3 separate regions of the Mus musculus genome follow, and all the other regions are linked to region 2. The links are chromatin contacts, called in public Hi-C maps. All regions are on one chromosome and are shown on one strand. The core of a region is the stretch at or near the end of the contact, and the rest is flanking DNA. Distances in the headings are between cores, read along the strand shown. Region 1 has its middle 75 kb from the start of Dynlrb2. Region 2 has its middle 38 kb from the start of Gm31164. Region 3 has its middle 30 kb from the start of Gm31278.

The links. Hi-C and Micro-C count contacts between places; a contact is called where the count stands out from the background.
Region 1: a contact with region 2 is called in a Hi-C map of uterus, with 4 times the contacts expected there. The contact joins two enhancer-like sites. A contact is called at or near these places in 1 of 15 datasets of contacts at CTCF or cohesin (large pre-B cells) and 8 of 484 Hi-C or Micro-C datasets (adipose-derived mesenchymal stem cells, embryonic stem cells and uterus).
Region 3: a Hi-C map of uterus shows a contact between it and region 2, with 2.2 times the contacts expected there. The contact joins two enhancer-like sites. A contact is called at or near these places in 3 of 484 Hi-C or Micro-C datasets (adipose-derived mesenchymal stem cells and uterus).

The regions. Positions count from the first base shown.
Region 1 is chr8:116,428,421-116,431,554 of GRCm38.p6, reverse strand. No RefSeq gene overlaps it. Among named protein-coding and RNA genes, the nearest start is that of Dynlrb2, 75 kb to the left of the region's middle. Within about 2 kb of position 1,389, at least 29 of the 459 cell types and tissues checked have an H3K27ac peak or open chromatin away from gene starts, as enhancers often do. A contact at or near this core is called in uterus, where this site is marked.
Region 2 is chr8:115,942,461-115,945,766 of GRCm38.p6, reverse strand. No RefSeq gene overlaps it. Among named protein-coding and RNA genes, the nearest start is that of Gm31164, 38 kb to the right of the region's middle. Within about 2 kb of position 2,051, at least 58 of the 459 cell types and tissues checked have an H3K27ac peak or open chromatin away from gene starts, as enhancers often do. A contact at or near this core is called in uterus, where this site is marked.
Region 3 is chr8:116,381,234-116,384,570 of GRCm38.p6, reverse strand. No RefSeq gene overlaps it. Among named protein-coding and RNA genes, the nearest start is that of Gm31278, 30 kb to the right of the region's middle. Within about 2 kb of position 1,365, at least 44 of the 459 cell types and tissues checked have an H3K27ac peak or open chromatin away from gene starts, as enhancers often do. A contact at or near this core is called in uterus, where this site is marked.

The DNA.
Region 1 (3,134 bases), core at 140-2,639, 490 kb before region 2:
GAGGTATAGTGATGGATGGACAGAGTCTGGGGGTGGGGTGGGGGGAAAGGACAGATCAGTCCAATGTCATGCTACCATGCCTGAAGGATATACAGGAAATAGTGTTGGAGACTCACTTGGGTGCTCAGTTCTGTCTTCCTAGGCTCATAGGTGGAAGGTTGAGAGCTGTGGGTAGAGTGTTCAGAAATGTGCGGTATCAGGAAAAACTTATGTTCAGTTGAAAATGGGAATAACAGATTTTATGGCATATATATATATATATATATATATATATGCATGTTATATGTTCATTTGTGTGTTCATATATGTGTGTGTTTGCTTAGGCTAGAGGTTGACGTTAGGTACTGTGCTGGTTTGGTTTTCACTGCCAACTTGACACACTCTAGAATCACCTGAGAAGCAAGTCTTTATAAAGAATTATCTAGGTTAGGTTGACTTCTAAGCATGGCCTGATTGGTGATTGATGTAGAAGACACAGTCCATTGTGGGTGGCACCATCCCGTAGGCAGTGAGTTCTGAAACTATAACAGAGGAGAAAGCTAGCTGGGAGCAAGGAAACAAGGATGCATTCATTGATCACTCCTGACTTGTACATCTTTACTTTGACTTTCCCAAAATAATGAATTATAGTTTGTAAGTATAAGACCCTTTCACCTCTTTGGTTTTTTTTTTTTTGTTGTTGTTGTTTGTTTGTTTTTGTTTGCTTGTTTTGTTTTGTGTTGTGTTATTTTCTGTTCAGGATGAAAACAGCAATGGAAATGAAACTAGGAAAAGCATCTACCTCAGTAGTTCTCTCCTTTAGTTTTTGAGACAGAGTTTCTTACCTGAATCAGCTGGGTTCGGTCTCCACCTCCCCAGAGCAGAAATTACAGGCATGTCCCACTGTGCCCAGATTTCATACAGAGGTTCTAGGGACTTGAGCTTGCTTTGTCATGCTTCCATAGCAAACTCTTTACTGACTGAGCCATTTCCCCATGTCCTGGCAGTTGTTTTTAAAACCCGGAAATTTACTGAGAAAATGGTGTCCTCCCATTCTGACTTCTGAGGCTGAGAGATGGCACAAGCTTGTGCCAGGCCTGGCAGCGGCCGCACCGCCCGGCCCAGATGTGGGCGTGAACTCTCAGGCTCTAATGAAGACTTGCTTTCCTGTGTTGCTGCCAGCACCTATGTGCTTCCATTTCCCAATTGAAAACATACTTAATGGCGACAGGTTTTTGGCTCCACCAGGTTGAAGTCATTACCCTGGAAATGCAGTATCCATATCGCAATTGAGGGCTGAGCTGCACTTCCCTGGGAGTGAGCCCTGGCCTTGTCCTCCTCCCACCTCTCCCGGAGGACTGGATCCTCTCATCCGAAATAGTCATCTCTTTATCACACTAGGGCTCTTGTGAGGCCAGTATGTGGGATTTCTGGAATGAAGTCCTCATTGGAAGCAGCAGCTTCCTCCCTTCACCTCCTCCTCTGGGTGTTGTGGAATGTAATTTTCCTTTGGCAAATAGAAACTGCAGAATAATCCTCGCTTGGCTGAAGCTGATCAGGGATGCGTTCTGTCCCTTCTCCATTCAAGTTTCCTTATTTTATTTTTATTTAAAATTTTTTTTTCAATTTTTCAATTTGTTCTTGTACACACACACACACACACACACACACACACACACACACACGCTGTACATATGCACGTAGGTTCCCATGAAAGCCAGAAGAGGGAGCTGACTCCAGTAGAGCTGAAGTTACAGGAGGGAGTGAGCTGCCCAATATGGATATACCGAACCAAACGGGCCTTCTGTAAGAGCAGTAGCCACTTTAAACCACAGAGCCCCTCTCTAGCCCATAGAGTCAAGTTTCTTAACTTTTATCTCTGGTTTAGGCTACATGGAGGAGACAGAGTTGTGTCTGAGGGCCTGAAAAAAATACAGGTTCCCCAGATTTCAGCTTGCTATCTGGAACGTAGGGCCTAGGATGACATATATGTTGGAGATGGGGGCTTCTGTGTCCCGGAGTCATCCAAATGCTCAGTCTGTAGGTGAGGATATTGAGGGTCAGAGACTGGAGTTGTTACTCAGCATTCCCCAGAGAGCTGTCAGCAGTGTCTGCAGTAGAGTCTCAGCCTCTGTCTCTTCAAGTGTGTCCCTCCCTGGAAACAGTGAGCTCTGGTGTCATCTCTTGCAATGCTTTCCTCTCTGTCTAAATCTGGGTGAGTGAGACTAAGGTCATATGCTTTCTCGTTTACTTCCTCTTTCTGGATGTTTTTGGTGACAAAGACTATTATGGGATGAGACAGTTCAGACCAGACTTGAGGTCCTGGGTGCAAGGTGATAAAATGCAAACTAGGAAATTGGAATCTAGGCAGACTTCGGTGACTTAGGTGTCTGGAGCCAAAGCAGTGAAGATTCCCTTTTCCGACGTCTCGGCTCCTCTACAGTTTCATGAGTCTGATGATGTCTTCCTCATGGGTAGTTGTCAGGGATGTGTGAGAAACACACTTGGCAGCACTATGCTTGCTCTGTATATTTTAATGTCCTCCCTCCTTTTCTTATTCCCCTACCACTACCTTCTCTTCATCCTTCTTCCCTCCTTCTCTTACTCCTCCTCTTTCTTATTTGCAGATTTGTAATCTCAACTCTATCTACATTGGAGATGCTCAAAACCTTGAGGAGCCAGCCAGGCAAGGACACATGGGGAAGGGTGTATCTGTTGGATGTCTATTATGGGTCAGGTCACAGGCTTCTGGAACAGTCCTGTAAATGACTCCTGAGACGCTCTTCACAGAAGAAGGGAGTATACATTCCTCTTCTGCTAGCTCTTATGTTTGCGCAATCGTGACTGTGCACAGAGTCCATAAGAATGTTAAAGGTAGGCCTTGGATTTAATCTAAATCATACGTACATAACCCAAACCATACCCCAGAATGTAGAGATGCAAGAACAGCTGTCCAGAGGTTTCATGCTATCCCTTTGTCTTGGTTTGGATAAACTCAGGCTTCCATACATACCTGGATGCTTCTGCCTTCCCCTTCCCCTTCCCCTTTTCCTCCTTCTTCTTCCTTTTTGTCCCCCTCTTCCTCTTCTCTTCTTCCTCTCCTCATCTCTTCTCTTCCCTCTCTCTCCCCCTTCTCCTCCCCCCTTCTGTGCCAC
Region 2 (3,306 bases), core at 802-3,301:
TCAAGGGGCCAGCTAGCTGCACCAGAAATAGGAGCCCGGATAAGGAAGATGCAGAGAACAGGCTGGGCACCCTTAAGCTGAGGCAGTGTTCAACAGGCACTTATATTCTTTTAAATACTCCCCCATAGTTGCATAGTTGTGTGTATTGTTTTTTAAGCTTCTAAATACATATTTGAAGAGAGCAGCCACTAAGACAGATAGCATGGAAGCAAATGGTTTTGTTTGATGAAGCTAGATCAATAAAGTGCGAAAGCTGAATAGTTAGTATTATATAACATGTGTAAGCATATATTGCATATGTATGTATAGAGAGATAAAGTATTATATCAATGTCCAGATGGATTGGTCGCCAAATTTAATTATATGTATTATATATTATATATAACACACACATGTAGACGTATAGCTAAACTGGAGAACAATCCATCTGGAGTTTATAAAATTAGGAGGAGTACTGAGGGGGCAAGAGCAAGGTCAGAAAGCAGAGGCAAGTCTGGGGAGGGGCTAGGCTCAAAGCAGGGAAGCTGTAAGAGCATCAGTAGGTTTGGCTTTTAGCTCTCTTCTCTCCAAGGAAAACTTGTAGTTGATCACCATCCCTTCTTACCTCTCTAGGATGTTTTCAAGGTTTCATGGGCAGGGAGGGAAGCAAGACCTCAATATCTCCAGAATAAAAAGACTCAAGGGCTATCAGACTGGCAAATACATAAGCTGGGGGAGAACCATAATTCTGAGTCAGAAACCTCTGGTCTCAACTCTGAGAGTGTGGCCTGCTAGGGATACGCAGACCAGGGAGTGATGGGGAAATCTCCATATAAAATTATAGGCAATGGAGCTGTTGAGCTATAAATTGCTATGTTTAACAAAGGTCATGGTGACCATTACCAATCCTGGAATCTAAGCTTGCTTGCTTCTGTTGATAGACTCTTGTGTCTAGTTGCTGAGCTGTTGTACATTTCATGGGAGGCACATCATGCTATGTTTGGGAGTGTCTTCTCAGAATATGGAAAAGATCTAGGAGCTCAGCTGGTAAATGCTTGAGTTCAATGTCTAGAATCCAAGCTTTGCTTTTGTTTTTGCTTTTAAGGCAAAGCAGCATATGTTTGTAAACTCGGAACTGGCAAGGCAGAGCCAGGCAGATAGATCCCTGAAGCTCACGTGCTTAGCCTCTTCCAGGCAAGTGAGAGACTGTCTCAAAGAAACACAATAAGCAACAAAGCTAGGTTGCCTGGGGATGTGTGCACACTAGTGGTGGAATGCTTAATGCTTGCCTAGCCTATCAGAGACTCTGAGTTCAATTCCCAGGACAGAGAGAAAAGAAAAAGAAATGGGGATGGTGTGTTTGAGCAGTCAAGGTTGTCTTTTTGGTCTACACACACACACACACACACACACACACACACACACACATACACACACAGAGAGAGAGAGAGAGAGAGAGACAGACAGACAGACAGACAGACAGACAGACAGACAAAGACAGACACACACACAGAGAGAGAGAGTGAGAGAGAGAGAGAGAGAGAGAGAGAGAGAGACAGAGAAACACACAGAGAGAAACACAGAGACAGAGAGTCAGAGAGACAAACAGGCACAGAGAGATAAAGATCAAAGAGAGAGAAAGGAAGGGAGGGAAGGAGGGAGGGAGGGAGAAGGGAGGAAAGAAGGACAGATATCAGATAGAGGCAGAAAGAGTTAATTAGGTGTTACAAAGATTTCCTATTGAAGAAGTAACATTTAACTTGTACGGTTCATATTATTTTGAATCTTATCTGAATTTTGAAGCCCAGTGAAGAACATTTTATATTAAACAACAATTAAAGAGGCTCTTGTAATACAAGAGTGGGCCATACACATTGAGGGGCTTCTAATACAGCACCCTATGTACTTTCAAGGTGTAGCTTGAGATCAATAGCATTACAGATTTACAATGGAGGTCAGAAACTCCAGGGAGCTGAACGATTCACTTGAAGACACTCAGTAGTTAGAAAGTGGCTGCTGTGGGGACTTCAAGTCCAGATAGGAAGCAGTGAGTGAAGGCTCAGATGGATTCTCTTCCGTGGCTTGGCATTCAGGAAAATGAGCCAGTCAAGCTGAGACTAAACCAGCTTGGAAAAAGACACCTTCACCTACTCAGCGCCTGATTAGCTGAGGGAAGCGGCTGCCCTTTCCTCCTGCCCTGGGAAGAAACAGTGCAGCCAGGGGCTCGGGTCTAACCAGTCTCCCCTTCAATTTCTTGCTCTCTGTTTCCACAGGTGCAGCGTGGAGGAACTGTCAAGGTCTCTGGGGTACAGACCGGGCATGGTGATGGGAGAGGATGGGAAGGGGGTCTTTGATTCCAGGCACATCCACTATGAACAGAAGCATCTCTGAAAGCTCCGAGACATATCTCCCGTTAGCCTCCCAGCTTCCTGCCCACAGGGAGTAGAGACGGTGCCTGTGAAGGGTTAAGCGTTGTGTCTTCTCTCGCTGGCATGTCTCCCAGGCTAAGCAAAGGCTGTTTCATCGCGTATGGATATGAAAGACAAACTGTGCAGATTGAAAACATCTGTACCGTGAGTGAGCCGGGCCACATGTCCACAGTGCCAAGCTGAGGCTTAGCTCCGTGTGTGCCCTTTTGTTTGACTTTGGGAGAGCAGCACAAACAGATACAGTAGGTTCTGCTTAAAGAAAAGAGGCTGATCAATAGAGGTTTGTATAGCTTATGACCTTCAACCATAAACAGAAATTTGAGGTAAAAATCTGCACATCCCAGATCAATTACCAGATTATTTATCCCTTTGCACTGCTAATGTTCCCGATGTGCCTTGCATACTAAAGAGCCACGGGGGAAGAGGATTTATGTCAAAAAAAAGGGTGGGGGGAGGGAGGCTGTGCGGATTTATTAGTTGTGGCAATCAAAGCATGTGCCATACTTTTTTATATAAACAGGCCTGTGGTGATTGTGTAGATCAGCTAAGACAAATTTGAAGATTCCAGAACTTTCAGTCCATGTTACCAGTAGCCTTAAAGAACCCATTTCTAGCCGGGCAGTGGTGGCGCACGCCTTTAATCCCAGCACTTGGGAGGCGGAGGCAGGCAGATTTCTGAGTTCGAGGCCAGCCTGGTCTACAAAGTGAGTTCCAGGACAGCCAGGGCTATACAGAGAAACCCTGTCTTGAAAAACCAAAAAAAAAAAAAAAAAAGAACCCATTTCTATTTTTTAAAGAAGCTTTAGCCATGTGTCACAATAGGCCTTTTTTTTCTTCATTGTGGTTTGCTGTAAATGAAAGTACATATGTTTTGTGGGGCTCTTAGAAGGGGCACGGG
Region 3 (3,337 bases), core at 116-2,615, 440 kb before region 2:
CTGTAATTGTTACAAACAGCACAGGCTACCTCTAGAGTAGCTGGGTCTCGTCTCTCAACACCCACCTTGCCACTGGGATCCCCCAGGGTCTAGTACAATTTTCGGAGTTTTATCAAAAAACATACATGTTTGTGGTTGCAGAGAAGCGCTGTGAAGAGAAAGAGGCCCGTGGTTACCTGCAGCAGAGGCCTCTGTCTGAGAAGCCCTTCTGTGGAAATGGAAGGAGGCTTCGGAGGGCAAGAGGAAGGCTGTGCTTCCACTCAGCCCAGCTGGGCCCCGGGGAGGAGCCTGCACTGTCAAGCCTGGAGGCCTGGACCTCTTCTGCAGAGCCGAACAGGCCAATCACTCATTGCTAAGCATGGTCATAAAACCGCAGGGGTGCCGCGCGTCTTCATGGCACTTAGCCCCCAAGACACACCCCAAATGGCAATCTCAAAATCCACATCTGGATCCCTCCCTCCCGCCTGTGCCACAAAGAGGGGATCTGAGCTGCTGCTGTGTGCTCTAGCTTAGTGCTTACAAACTCTGGCTTAAAGCATTGGGGGTTGGAGGGGGCAGGAGTGTGTGCTGGGGTGTAGGGTGGAGTTGTTCATGGGCCCTCCTCCTTCTCATCAGACCCACTACCCTACATAATTGAGTCAGGACTTCCCATTCCCCCCCCCCCCCCCCCCCCCCCCCCCCGAGGAGATGCATCTGTTGCTACATTTACATTCAGACTAACCTAACGCCAGGGTTGGTGTCCAGGGTCTCTTTAGAGAGCAGGAGTGTCCTTCAGCCTTTTCTATCCACTCCCAAGCTCCAGGGAGCATCCGAGCTGCTCAGAGCAAGAAAGGCCACAGCTGTGTGTCCAGCCCTGATTGCTGCCTTACCAAGAGCTCTGCCTTGGCAGGAACAACCACAGACCTCTCCCTCTGGAACAAGACCAGTTACAAGGGCTGGTGGGGGTGGGGTGGGGTAGGCGAGCCTTTCCGGGGGAGGGGTGCAGTGAGAGTGAGGAGTTTGTTTTTTTGGTTTTTTGGTTTTTTGGTTTTTTTTGCAGTTGTGGCTAGGGAAGACTGGTGGGGTTGGAGGTGCAAGCAGGTTTCATAGCCTTGGCAGGGTGGGAGGCACTGGGACCTGGGCTGGTCTTGCCTCTTTCATGTGGAATCTACACTGAAGGCTACTACTGATCCAAGACACAGGCTGACTACATGGTGTTCTTGTACGAAGACGAGAGTGTTTTATTTATCTGAAATTTAAATTTGGCCTGGCATCCTTTCGATGATTCTTTGTGCGTTAGTAACCTTGTTCTGGAGACAGATAGCTCAGCCTTGAATCCGGTCCCTGTCTCTCTATCAGCTGTGTGACTCTACCCATTACAAAACTCCGTGGTTTTGGACAGTGCTACTTTGGCAGGTTGTCAGCAGGCAAATGCCTAGGATGATATCACATAGCGAGCACTGGTAGGGTGATTGTTTTTTAACAGCTCTATTCCATTTCTGAGTTTATTGTATTTGAAGTTCTCGCCTGCTTGCATCACATAAACACTGGGCTGGTTATAAGTCAAATGCTTTTGCAGGCTCTTGAGAGTACCTGGTCAGGAGAACAAGGACAGGAGTCAGGTGTTCTTTGCAGTGTTTGTGTAACCAATAAGGGCTGCTATGCTATCACGTGGCAGATCAGAGGTAGCTAGACACCAGGGTTCCTAGCAGGGGTGGATTTTACAACTCTAGGCTCTTGCCTGCTCTCCCTTCTCAACATCAGGACAGTATAAGTGCTGGCCCCATGCCTGCTTCACTGAGCTATTCCCGTGGTCCTTGCTTCAATCATTGTGGAACAGGACTGCTCTCATGAGGCAGGTAGAGTTGCTTTGTGACAGCCATGCAAAGTGACGCCCAGCCTTACCTGAAAATGGAGGCCTACATCCACAGGCATGCTCTGTCTCCCACACATCGACCTATATGAGAGAATACCTCAGAAATACCAGCCCTGGGGATACACCTGGAGGACTCCAGGTGAGCCCACTGCTGCGATGTCTGCACCCTGGTGTTTAGCGCAGCCCCATTTGTAACAGACAGGATACGGAAGCTGCTCACATGGCTTTCAGCAAGTAGGGAAAAGGGGCAGACTCAGAGAGCATCCTATTAAGAAAAATAAGACAAACTGAGAAAGCTAGACTGTCAGTGCTACTTCATGAACATGAAGCCAGTGAACTTGTCCATGACAGGCTTCCAACTGGCAGTTAAAGAGACTAGAGCTAAATCTCTGTTTCCATGAACTGGGCAATGCCAGGCAGGTCCAGGCCTCAGAAGCTGCCCTGTCACCTGGCCCGAGGCAAGGGCAATTGGTCAGCAGCAGTTTCCAGACTTCCTAAGCTACTTCCTCAGCAACAGTTTCCAGACCTCTCCAGCAAATTTCCAGCCCCCACACTCCAGAAATGAAATGAAATGCCATTAGAGATGGACCCAACAGATTAACATAGAGGTCACCTACCCCAGAATTCCTTAATGTGCTTTAAATCAGGCCTGCAAGCTCACTTGTTTGACTCTCTATCTTGGTAATGGGAGACCCCAGCATGCTGGACATTTGTAGAATAAAATGCTCTTTGCTTTTACATACTATTTGAGTCCAGGATATCATTCTTCAGCGGATCATGGATCCTTTTAAGACTTAGAAAGGAAAACATCACATTTCTTTCCCATGTGGAATCTAGATCGTACACAGCCCCTGCCCCATGCACACGTAGGAGTCTTTTTTTTTCCTCTTGCTGTATGCGATAAAATATCCTGACAAAATCAACCCAGGGGGAAAGAGTTTCTTTTTGTCTCCAAGTTTAAATATGTCAGGAAAATCAAGGCAGCAGGAGCCTGAGCAGCTAATCAGGAAGCAGAGAGCAATGAACATGTAGTGCTTCACCTCTCTTTCTCCATCTATAAAGCCTAGGGAATGGTGCTGCCCATAGTGGGAGGGTCATCCCACCTCAAAGCAATCCCCAGAGAATTCTCAATAATTTCCCCAGAGGCCCAGCTCCCAACTGAATCGAGATTCTGTCAAATTGACACTAACTATCAGACTGCATGTATATTTATACACCTATGACATGAAAGTAGAAAGGACATATTTATGGAAGAGGGTCACGATGAATGAACCAAAGTATGTGCCGTATCTGAACAAAAGCATTACAGCGAACCCATGACTTTCTATAAGGAACATGACACAATCAGATTTTTTAAGAAACAAGTTTTAAACTCCAGCTTCAGTTTTCCTGCCCATTGATTGTAAAATCAGTATAGCAATTCTAGCCTATACAAAAGGCACACAATCAAGATATTTTGTTTACAAGATATAATCCTAGATT